2 separate regions of the Mus musculus genome follow, and region 2 is linked to region 1. The links are chromatin contacts, called in public HiChIP or PLAC-seq maps. All regions are on one chromosome and are shown on one strand. Each heading gives the region's core, a stretch centred on a gene start, on an enhancer-like site or on the middle of the called end of the contact. The rest is flanking DNA. Distances are from core to core; before and after follow the strand shown. Region 1 holds the start of Plppr5 (phospholipid phosphatase related 5). Region 2 overlaps Plppr5 (phospholipid phosphatase related 5).

What was found. HiChIP or PLAC-seq counts read pairs in DNA pulled down with a chosen protein or histone mark.
Region 2: a contact with region 1 is called in an H3K27ac HiChIP or PLAC-seq map of neural progenitor cells, with 2.1 times the contacts expected there. The contact joins the enhancer-like site here to the promoter of Plppr5 in region 1. A contact is called at or near these places in 1 of 39 promoter capture datasets (hippocampal neurons), 3 of 484 Hi-C or Micro-C datasets (the HL-1 cell line, cerebral cortex and forebrain), 1 of 115 datasets of contacts at active chromatin or transcription factors (neural progenitor cells) and 3 of 9 other capture datasets (adipose tissue, liver and pancreatic islet).

The regions. Positions count from the first base shown.
Region 1 is chr3:117,572,290-117,577,393 of GRCm38.p6, reverse strand. It overlaps Plppr5 (phospholipid phosphatase related 5), which reads right to left and starts at 2,167. Exons shown (of 6, transcript NM_029425.3): 1 at 1,462-2,167. The coding sequence starts at 1,698.
Region 2 is chr3:117,626,217-117,631,320 of GRCm38.p6, reverse strand. The region is part of intron 3 of Plppr5 (phospholipid phosphatase related 5); the gene reads right to left. Among named protein-coding and RNA genes, the nearest start is that of Plppr5, 54 kb to the right of the region's middle. Within about 2 kb of position 2,315, at least 26 of the 459 cell types and tissues checked have an H3K27ac peak or open chromatin away from gene starts, as enhancers often do. A contact at or near this core is called in forebrain, hippocampal neurons and neural progenitor cells, where this site is marked.

The sequences.
Region 1 (5,104 bases), core at 918-3,417:
CTGAGGTTGAAATCATTCTGTGTATGAGAAACAGAGTTACTTAGAAGCTAGCAAGAACTTGCTCGCTTTGTTTATATTATTCCAGTTTTGTGGTAAGAACTTTTCATTTTGAAATTTCTTAAATCACTTCCCTGACTAGGGGAGAAAAGACTTTTAAGAATGAATGAAGCCGATACACTTATCGGGATTCCCCAGTTCAGCTATGGAAAATAAAAGCCCAAGTTCCCTTGCCTTCCCTTTCATTCTCTAACTTCACTTCCTATTCCTTCTGTGGTGAGTGGGAGAGAGGGAAGAAAGAAAGAAGATGGAGCATCATGGGAAGGGAACCTCAGATATTTTGTCAATGTAAAGGAACCGTAGTGAGGTTGGTCTCCAAAGAAACATCACTCATCTGCCACCAAGAAACAAAACAAAACAAAAAACAAAACAAAACAAAACAAAATCTTTGGATTGTGTTCATATATGTATATTGTGATGTAATTATTAGCTCAAGAGTTACATCCCCTGTGTGTGAGACCATTCTATATAGTCTTACATAGTCTTGTCATGTCTCTGTCTCTTTCTCTGCCTCTCCCTCTCTCCCTCTCTCTGTCTTTCTGTCTCTCTCTTTGTCTCTGCCTCTCTGTTTCTCCCTGTCTCACCACACATGCACACACACACACACACACACACACACACACACACACACACACACTAGGAAAGGAGAGAGTGAGAGAGAGAGGCAGAAAGACCTACAGGCAGAGAAGAGGGAGGAGAGAAACTTTAAATCCAGCGAGGAAGAGAGGACGTGCTAGTGCTAGTGCTAGTGTAGTCCAAGGAGAGGATAGCCTTTAAATAAATCTAAAGTGCTCTTGTGCTGCAGGTTCCTCTGCTCCTGCTTTTCAGCAAAGTCCTGTTGCTGAGGCTTCTTCTTTTACAGATGCCCAAAGACATTTTTAGATACTTGTGAGCCGATCTTCGGCCTAATGCATCAGACTCTTTTCATCAGGAAGGAAAGGAGGCAGATAAAACAGGAGCATGTACCCCAGCCTCAGCTGACTGGGGTCACTTCCCCATCCCAGCATCTGATTCCTTTACCCCACCCCAAGCTGCTGCTTCCCTTCCTACCAAAATTCAGAACCAAGACCCGTTAGACAGGACCACAGAAGGGACCAAGTCTATTTGTTTCAGAGGCTCACTCCCTTCCTATCTCTGCCACCCACCCTACACCTTCTGCAGGTCTATTCCCCGTCTTTGAGCCACCCAGCCTGCAGGCTCAAGCAGAGGGTGCAGGGGTGGTTTGGAGAGACAGGGGTGCTTTCTTCTCACCCACCCCCATGCTCCCCAGAAGAATGTCCTCTGGGGGAAGAGGACTGCCACCAAGTTAGAGGAACTTAGATGGTGAAGGCTGGTATTGCCTGGTCCTCCCGGCTGAGTCTCAACCTGCTGAAGGCAAGAGAGGGCTAGCAGCCCGGAGCTTACCACAAGCACCGGGACGCCAGCGGCCAGCGAGTAGAGGAGCACCGGGGGCACCGCGCTGCTGTCCTCTGGGCCCGGGTAGGGCTTACGGTAGGCGCTGTCGTGGCAGAAGAATCCCTGCACGTTCACAGTGAACGTGTCTGTGTATTCGAAGTAGTAAGCCAGCATCACCGTCCCTGCCATGATCACCATCTGGAAATAGAGCATGCTGCTGATGAGCGCCACGGGCAGCAGGGGCATGCACGCCTCCTGGCCAAGCCGAGCCGAGCGGGCGGTCGACGCGCCACAGGCCCCCTCCGGGCTCCGCCGAGGCACAGCCACCGGGGGCGCGGCGGCGGGGGCGGCGGCAGGCCGAGGTGGCGCGAGGCGGAGGCTGGCAGCCGCCGAGGCAGAGGCGGAGGATGCGACTGGGCTTCGGGATGCGCGGGCAGGATGCAGAGGAGGAGGCTACCCCCGGACGAGTCCCATCTGCCCTGCCCGCCCCCTGCCCGCTGCAAGCGCCGCCTGCCCGGCCGCGGGGTCGCGCGCAAGGGCGGGGAGTCCCCAGCCCCAGCTCGGGAGCATCCGCGACACCGCGGCACTGTGGTCAAGCCCTCGGACCGGCCCGAGGCAAGCGGCGTCGGTGGCACCTCGTCCCCTCGGAGGGCGGGCGGATGTTGTATAGCTGGAGCAGCTGCCTGGAGAGGGTAAAATTCCAAATCTGAAGGGGAGGGGAGGCAGCAGAGATGGAGCTTCTAGAAACTCCCTTTCGAGTCACCAGCTGGGCTGTTTCAGACCTCCCGCACAGCGCCTGGGAAGAAGGTGCGGGGACACATCTTCAGAGCGCAAAGCCCACCGGAACGCAAAGTGTCCGGGTGGCGCCGCCGAATTGCAGTCTCTGTCTCTGCTCACAGCACTGCCTGGACTCTGTGACCCCTCCAGCGCTGGAGAGCAGCCAGAGCAGTGTGGCTTCCAAGGCGATGACAGAAATTATCTCAGAGGATTTTAGATTCTGGGTGGCTTTGCCTCCCTTCCAGTTTCCCAAGGCTTTGTAAGTAAATCAACAGATTCAAGGTTCCTAGCTTTAGAGGCATCATCTTGGGCAAACCGGCTCTTTCCTGGTTGGTTCCACGTATAGCCTTTCTCATCTTCACAGTCTCCTCTGATTAGCTGCTTGGGAGATGAGGCATTGCAGATTCTTGGGACCCAGGGGTACCAGTCACCAAGGACAGGGAAAGAACTATGTGCCTCATCTTGCTATTTCCAGAGTTCAGGGAATTGCAGGGATTCCTCTGAGGTCAGAAGACCCACACAGAGTCATAGCACAAGCACACACAATGCAGTCTTACGTAGATGTCCACGCGTGTGCGTGGATATTTAAGTAGCTTAGGAGCTATATGTATGCAGAGCCCATCCTGCAATGACTCGTAAGCTCTGCACCCAAGCAATATCTTCAAGTTACCCTGACCCTGCTCACACCAGGCAGAGAAAAAAGCATGTGCAGAAGATAAGGAGAGAAAAATAACCTTAAGAGCTCTGCTCTTTTCCTTAGAATCTGGAATTACTTACCAGGATTTCTGGGATGTTCATACATCTAATAGGCTGTAACATGGTGGCTTTTGGAGGTGGGCCTTTATCAACAAGAAAATACAACATAAACCCAAAACGACAGTTTTGATTAGGCAAATCACTGATTTTGAGGATGGGATGGTAACAGCACTGAATTTCTTGAATATTAAATAGGTGTGAGATGGGCCACCATGTAATCAAGAATATCATTTAACAACTAATTATTTCAGAGCACTCTTAGTGATGTGTGTGGCAGGCAACTTTGGCCGGTAGAAGTAATGTATGTGAGTGAGCTACCACTGTATGAAAATGTGGCCACTCGAAAGATTCAGGATGTAAGACTTCAGGAACTAAGACTAAGAACAGGAACAAAGAGCATAGCCATGGGCAGGCAAAGACTGGGTATTTGTGAGTTATGTGGCAAATGAAAAGTGAGTGAATAGACTCTCCCGGTTCAACTTTGAGAACCCAAGGTACTTTCTGGAAAGATACAGAATATCCAATCCTGGCTCCTTTAAGATTGTTAGCAACTAGCTTCTCTGTTACTGAAGCAGCCTTCTAATGGACAAGGGTTAGAGCTGAAGTAATCGTGAGATTTTATTTTGAGGATCCTGTGTAGTTGGGGGGAGAGGGGGAGATTGAGGATTGCCTGTCTTCCAAAGAAGATATGAACATGTAAAATAGTAAATCCTTATTTCTATGTTTTTTTTCAGCAACTAACATACAAAATCCAGATATTTTCCTGAGATTTTAGAATCGTATGTAGAAAGAAAACCACAAATAAACAGAAAACCCAGGAAAGAACTTTACCTTCCATACATAGCAGGATTTGTGAACTGTGAAGAACACAAGAGGTTACACGTGGGGCTAAGTAGGGACCACTCTTGAAAATAAAGTGTTCCTCCTTTAAACAACAAAGCCCAGGTTTATATTGCCAGACTTGAGGGAGTGATGTTTGAGGAGATTCGGGACTGAAAAGTGAGATGACTTCACTCTAATGAAGAATCTTAAATATTAGCATATATATTGATGGAAATGCTCCTGAGACTAGAGCAAAAATAGAATAAGAAAAGGAGTCTAGCATGGCTGCTCTCCAAGTGGCCCGGACCAAAGATTAGTCAGACTCAGATACCTACACATAACCAATGGACAGAAGACTGGGAACCCTGTGGTTAAATTAGGGAAAGACTGGAAGAAGCTGAGGAGAAGGGCGACCCCATAGGAAAATGAGCAGTCCCAACTAACCTGGACTGCTGAGATCTCTCAGACATTGAGCCACCAACCAGGCAGCATGCACAAGCTGATATGAGGCTCCAGACACATACACAGCAGAGGACTGCCTGGTCTGGCCTCAGTGAGAGAAGATGCACCTAACTCTCCAGAGACTTGCGGTTCCTGGGAGTGGGGAGGCCTGGTGGTGTTGAGGGTAGGGGTGGCAACATCCTCTTGGAACCAGGGAAGGAGGAATGGAATAAGGAACGGTTCATGAAATTTGGTCCTTAAAAATGCTCTATAGCATTCACAGGCTGGACCAACACCCATGGCACACATGTAGATATGCAGCTCCACGAGCACCCCTCCCCCAACAATGGGAGCAAGAGCTGCCCCTCCAACTGTAGCCTGACTGTGGAACCCACTTTCCAACAGAGCTGCCTCAGTGGGAGCAGATGTGCCTAATCCTGCAGACACTTGATGCACCAGGGTAGGGGAATATCTAGGGGTCCCTTGTGGAGGGGAACTGGAAGGGGACAGCATTTGGGATGTAAACAAACAAACGAACAAATGAATAAATAAATATTATTTTAAAAATAAGTGCACTATAAACCCAAATCATGACATCATGAAAGACACATCAAAAAAGTCTTGAGTATTCGCAATTTCATCCTTGACTTCTCATGACCAACATCACAGAAGAGTGCATCCTCAGAGAAGGAGGTCCAGTACTTGTCAGGGAGATAGCTGCTTTCTCAAGAGAAGATGCTAGAATGGTGATGTGTGTGTCTTCTTTGATGTTCTAACTGCAACACAATCTTTATCTCAAAGGGCAGGTGCTTCTGACTAGACCAATAGTTGGTTGTTTCCAACTGAGGCTGCCAAG
Region 2 (5,104 bases), core at 1,066-3,565, 54 kb before region 1:
TTTTTAATCATTTACTTAGCTGTTTATCATCATAGTACCCATTTATGTAATTTTATGTGTGCAATTTCAGAACAGCATTGTTATTGTTTTATTGTTAAGAATACCCATTTAATGTCTCTTCCCAAGGTAGCGTAAGAGATTGTATATTAGATAGAAAATTTTAAAATGCCAAGTTCAAGAAAGAGAATGGAGAAAGGAATATAAAATGACTAAAAGGTCCCATAACAACAAATACATTGGAACACAGAGGGCATTTCCTGCATGGCTTTTGTCTTTTCTCTCACCTTACACAGTAACACTGAACTGAAAGCTGACAAGAAAAATGTCAGTCGACTAATAATGACAGTTGTTGACACCAGTCATGAAAGTCATACAGCATCGAACTGACCGTATGTCAGGAAATAATTTTGATATGCCTGAGCAGACACTTGATCAAATTTGCTCCAGTGAAAGATGAAGCACACACGGACCTGATGCACTCTAAGATTAAATTACTCTTATACATGTAAGTTTAGAGGACAGCTTAGTGATGGCACCTGGATCTCACCAGACAATGAAGATGAATAAAGAATGGGAGCCCAGAGTGTGTGTGTTCTCCCCTATCTTCCCCCTTAAACATGATTTCAGATCTCTCTTATGAATCTAATAGGGTGTGTTCTTCTAAACCTTGTCTCAGCATTATGTGATTTGTGGTTAGTATACAGGAGGTGCTGTGAGATCATTACAACAGAAGATTGTACCAAGGGAGGGAAGGGAACTGCCAATAAATGGCCACTAGCACCAAGGACAGAGGCAAGCTGTCCACTGTTCAGAGAAGAACTGGTAAATCATGTAACGGCCACAAATTCCTCCTTTGGCATTATATCCACTTTTAACAATCTATTTGGACAACTCCTCCATCTGCAGGTGCTGTGTGATTTCCTGGATAGATAGAGCATCGTGATGAAATGCCAAGGAAACCAGGAACATAAGCCTCCAGGTACATTAAAGTTTGGGGCTCCAACGTTTTGGAAGGTTGTGCTGAGACACAATCTGGCAAGTTAAGCAAGAAAGACCTCACGGGAATGAGAGAGGCCCACTTATTCCAGTTGCACCAACTGAGGCAAACCCTAGCTGACTGCTGAGCTGACTCAGACCCAGGAAAGAAGATGTTTCTGTCTCCTAGCTTTAGAGTGAGCCACACAATGGAAATTAAGGGCCAATGATTTAGCCACCATGGTTTATTACTTCTTTTTAAAGTTCTTAAATTTTTATTTTAGATGTTCGGGTGTTTAACCTGCATAAATGTCTATGTACCCTGTGCATGCCTCGTGCCTGAAGAGGCCAGAAGAGGGCATCAGAATTCCCTGGAGCTGGAGTTATGGGATGGTTATGAATCACCATGTGGGTATTGAGAATTACATTCAGGTTCTTACACTCTGTGAGAGCAGCCAATGCTCCTAACCACTGAGCCATCTTTCCCACCCCCTTATTATAATTAGTTTTATGACAAGAAAAAATTAAGGTCATATTTGAAGGTTACCAAAAAATCTTAGAGCATGCTTTTCTGTTTCAAATTGTATGGGTGTACCAGAAATTCATCAAACATGGTCTTTCGATCTTAACTTTGAAGGTTTTTTTTTTTTTTTGCTTGCTTGCTTTTAATTTGAAAACTCATGACCAGAAAGCTAAATTTAAAGATTATTCTAGTAGAATTTAGCACTCAATTAGAAATTTGAGAACTGAGGGTTAAATAACTTATGGATTATTCCCTCAACCAGGGAAACTAATAGCATTTGTGAAAAATAGGATTAGGGATTTTTCCCTCTATAACTTCTTAGTAAAGCAAAAGAAATATCTACAGTCAAATTATCCCTGAAAGCCTTAATTTAAGTCAGATCCTAAGAGAGAATTCAAATTCCTTGGTTTATGCTAAGCCACACAGTGAAGCATCAAACAAATATTCCTTAGTTCATTTTCAAATACTGGCATCACTTTATTCATATGCGTTCACATATGACCTAACATTAAGAAAACAAATCTCTACACCAGATCATGAGATGATTTTCATAAAGAATACTGCTCAGAAGGCCATTCTTTCCTAAATACCTACCTGTTAAACTTCTGGCAATCGTTCTATGGGGCCAAATTATTTTGAAACACCCAGCTTTTTTATTATGAAATTTTCCCAAGGTGTCACTAGTGAATCTGGGGCAAAATACATTCGTATATAAGTTCAAATATAATGGCAAACCCTGACTGGAAATCCTGTGTTTGCAGCAGGAGTTATATTCAGAGTTGCCATAGCAGCCACCCACATTCTCTCTCACACACACAAAGGGGCGGTGAGGAAAGAGGAGAAAGCAGTTAGCAGAGAACAGAATCTATTGTTGAAAAGACAGAGGTGCCTATCATCGTAATTACAAGCAGGGATCCTAACTCTGTCTGAACAGTATTTAATGATAGAAGATGTCTTAGCACAGGACTGCTCTCTAATCTCCTTACCCTGTACCCTCAGCTTTAAACTGTAGTGGATGAGGAAGGAGTATTTTGGATAACCATGACCAAACAAGAGCTAGCAACATTTAGTGTTCCTCTATTTGAGATATCTTGAAGATCTTCATCACCAGGAAAAGCTATGGTTCAATAGATCTGAACAAAATACTTTACTCTCTCAGTATTTCCAGCTATAAATGGGTGAAATGAGTAACAAGAGTTACGCACTTTTAAAAATCCATTATACATGATGAATTATTAAACACAAATAATCATGAATAGATGCTAACGTTTAGTAACATGTTAAAAAAAAAAGTTGTCATGAGTGAGTAAAAGCAAGGCCTGAACCAGAATAAGTGCTCAGTAAATGTCTGCTAAAGTCATTATAATTAATTATTATTTATAAAGTATGTAAGTTTTCATTGTGTTAATGTGCTAAGGTTTCTAAAATAAATACCTGCAGGTGGTCAGCAGAATAGAGGTCTAAAATATAAAGATTCTGTTACATAAGAGCCAATGCATTGTCCTGTAGGAATGTCATTCAAGGACAATTTAGGATACTAAAACATCTAAGTATTTTATTCTAGTTGCATATTCATCACCACTGACAAAGCCTGGATTCATAGAGAAATCTATCATCTATTAGTACTCAACGAGGGTGCAGTCTCTGGGTTCTGAAAGCACTCTGCAATTTCCCTTCCATCATTGTTTGATCACATATTCATGTGCAGATATATTTAGAGTCCCTATACAGATACAAAAAGTCAACATCAGATTTAGATGGAGGCAATAGATAAAAAACTGCCTCATGCCTTGTGATTCACTCCTTTAAAATCTTCCTGGTAAGCCTGGGTGCTGCATATTCCAGCCGAGGAGAAGCCTGCAGTCAAGCAACTTGGTGAATAGGAAAGAATGTGCCTGTAAGCACATTTCATTCAAGGAAGAAAGATACCTCACAATGTACAGGAGAATGCAAAGCTGATAGGTTGAAGAAACTAGGGAATTCAAAAACGTATTTGGGGAGCAGAGTGAACAGGCACGAAGGGAACTGTAACAAATATTTTTACATCAGTCAGCAGGAAGTAGCATACAGAATGATGGGGTAAGAATGAATCCCAAGTGCTATACAAATTTCCTTGATAGCATCACTTTTAAAGAGCAGGCAGTGAGGGGCACAATTATCATGGTTCATAGGCTTAAAATTAGGTCTCAGTCCAAGACTTGAGATGCTAAAATGGCGATTGCCACAAACCTGAGGCTACCCTAAACTGCATGGTGGATTCTAAACCAATCTGGACAAAATGCTATGTTGAAAAAAAATAATGAACCACAGCAATCTAAAATGTGTACGCTGTAACCTCAAAATTTATCTTGCACTGGAAATGTTATGCACATTGGTACATTTTTTTCCCTTTTAAGGTTTTCTTCTACCTAACAATCTTTATTTCCAGCCTTCTAGAGAAATATCACTAGGTAGTGCTAGAGACTCTCTATGCTTTTAATGGCTGTCTGACATGATTATATTAGAAACACTCCCATCGTCGAAGAGCTCCTGGAGTATAAAAATAATTCTGAGCTTTTCCAAGCCATTAGAAATAATCAAATTTGCTTCCAAGCTGGGCCAGAGTTTTTATTTTTATTTCTTTTAACAATTTTTTTCTTGTTATGTTGAAATCTGGAAGGAGTAGATCTTGAAATAACTGAGGAGAAGGAGCCCCACAGACTTCTGAGCTCTCTGAACTTCCCACCACAGTTTGTGGAGAAAGCCATGGAGAACAAGTTTGTAAGTTTGTAGTTCAGCCCTACAGCTGCACACCCACTGTTGATGGTGGAAAAGCTGAGGACACATGCTGGGGTCAAGAACTCTCTGCCAAGGCTGCCTTCCCTCATCCCTGCTGTCAGTAACAAGCAACTGTGATCGAGCACCCTGTCTTCAAGGTCTTAGGATGCCAACATTCCGAGCCTGGATCCAACCACCAACATGATGGCAAATACCCACCAATAAAAGGAAAACATAATATCCAAAGTTATTTTTGTTAGTTTTATGAGGAAATATTAAAGTACCAATGCAGATATTATAATGATATAATTACGAGTAACGAAAGAGCCTCTTGGCCTGCTATTGGGCCTTAGTGGAAACTGAACATTTGACAATAGGACACCAAGTTACTATGCGACCTGAACTACCCATCATGAGCTGGGTACTATCAGACCCTGCAAGTCATAAAGTGGGACGCGCACAGCAGCAGTCTATTATCAAATGGAAGTGGTATATACGTGATCGGGCCAGAGCAGGTCCTGAAGGCACAAGCAAGTTACATGAAGAAGTTGCTCAAATGCCTATGGTTTCTACTCCTGTTACAATGCCATCTGCTGCCAAGCATGCGCCTATAGCCTCATGGGGTGTTCCCTATGATCAACTGACCGAAGAGGAGAAGACTAGAGCCTGGTTTACTGATGGCTCTGCACGTTATGCAGGCACCACCCAGAAGTGGACAGCTGCAGCATTCCTTCTCCACCAGCACCAGAGAATCTAAGAGCTTGAGTAGGCAGCCAGGAGCCCAGGCAGTTCTCTAAATTACACCATTACAACAATTGCTGAGGAGCAAATTTGTTTCCATTGAGTCTT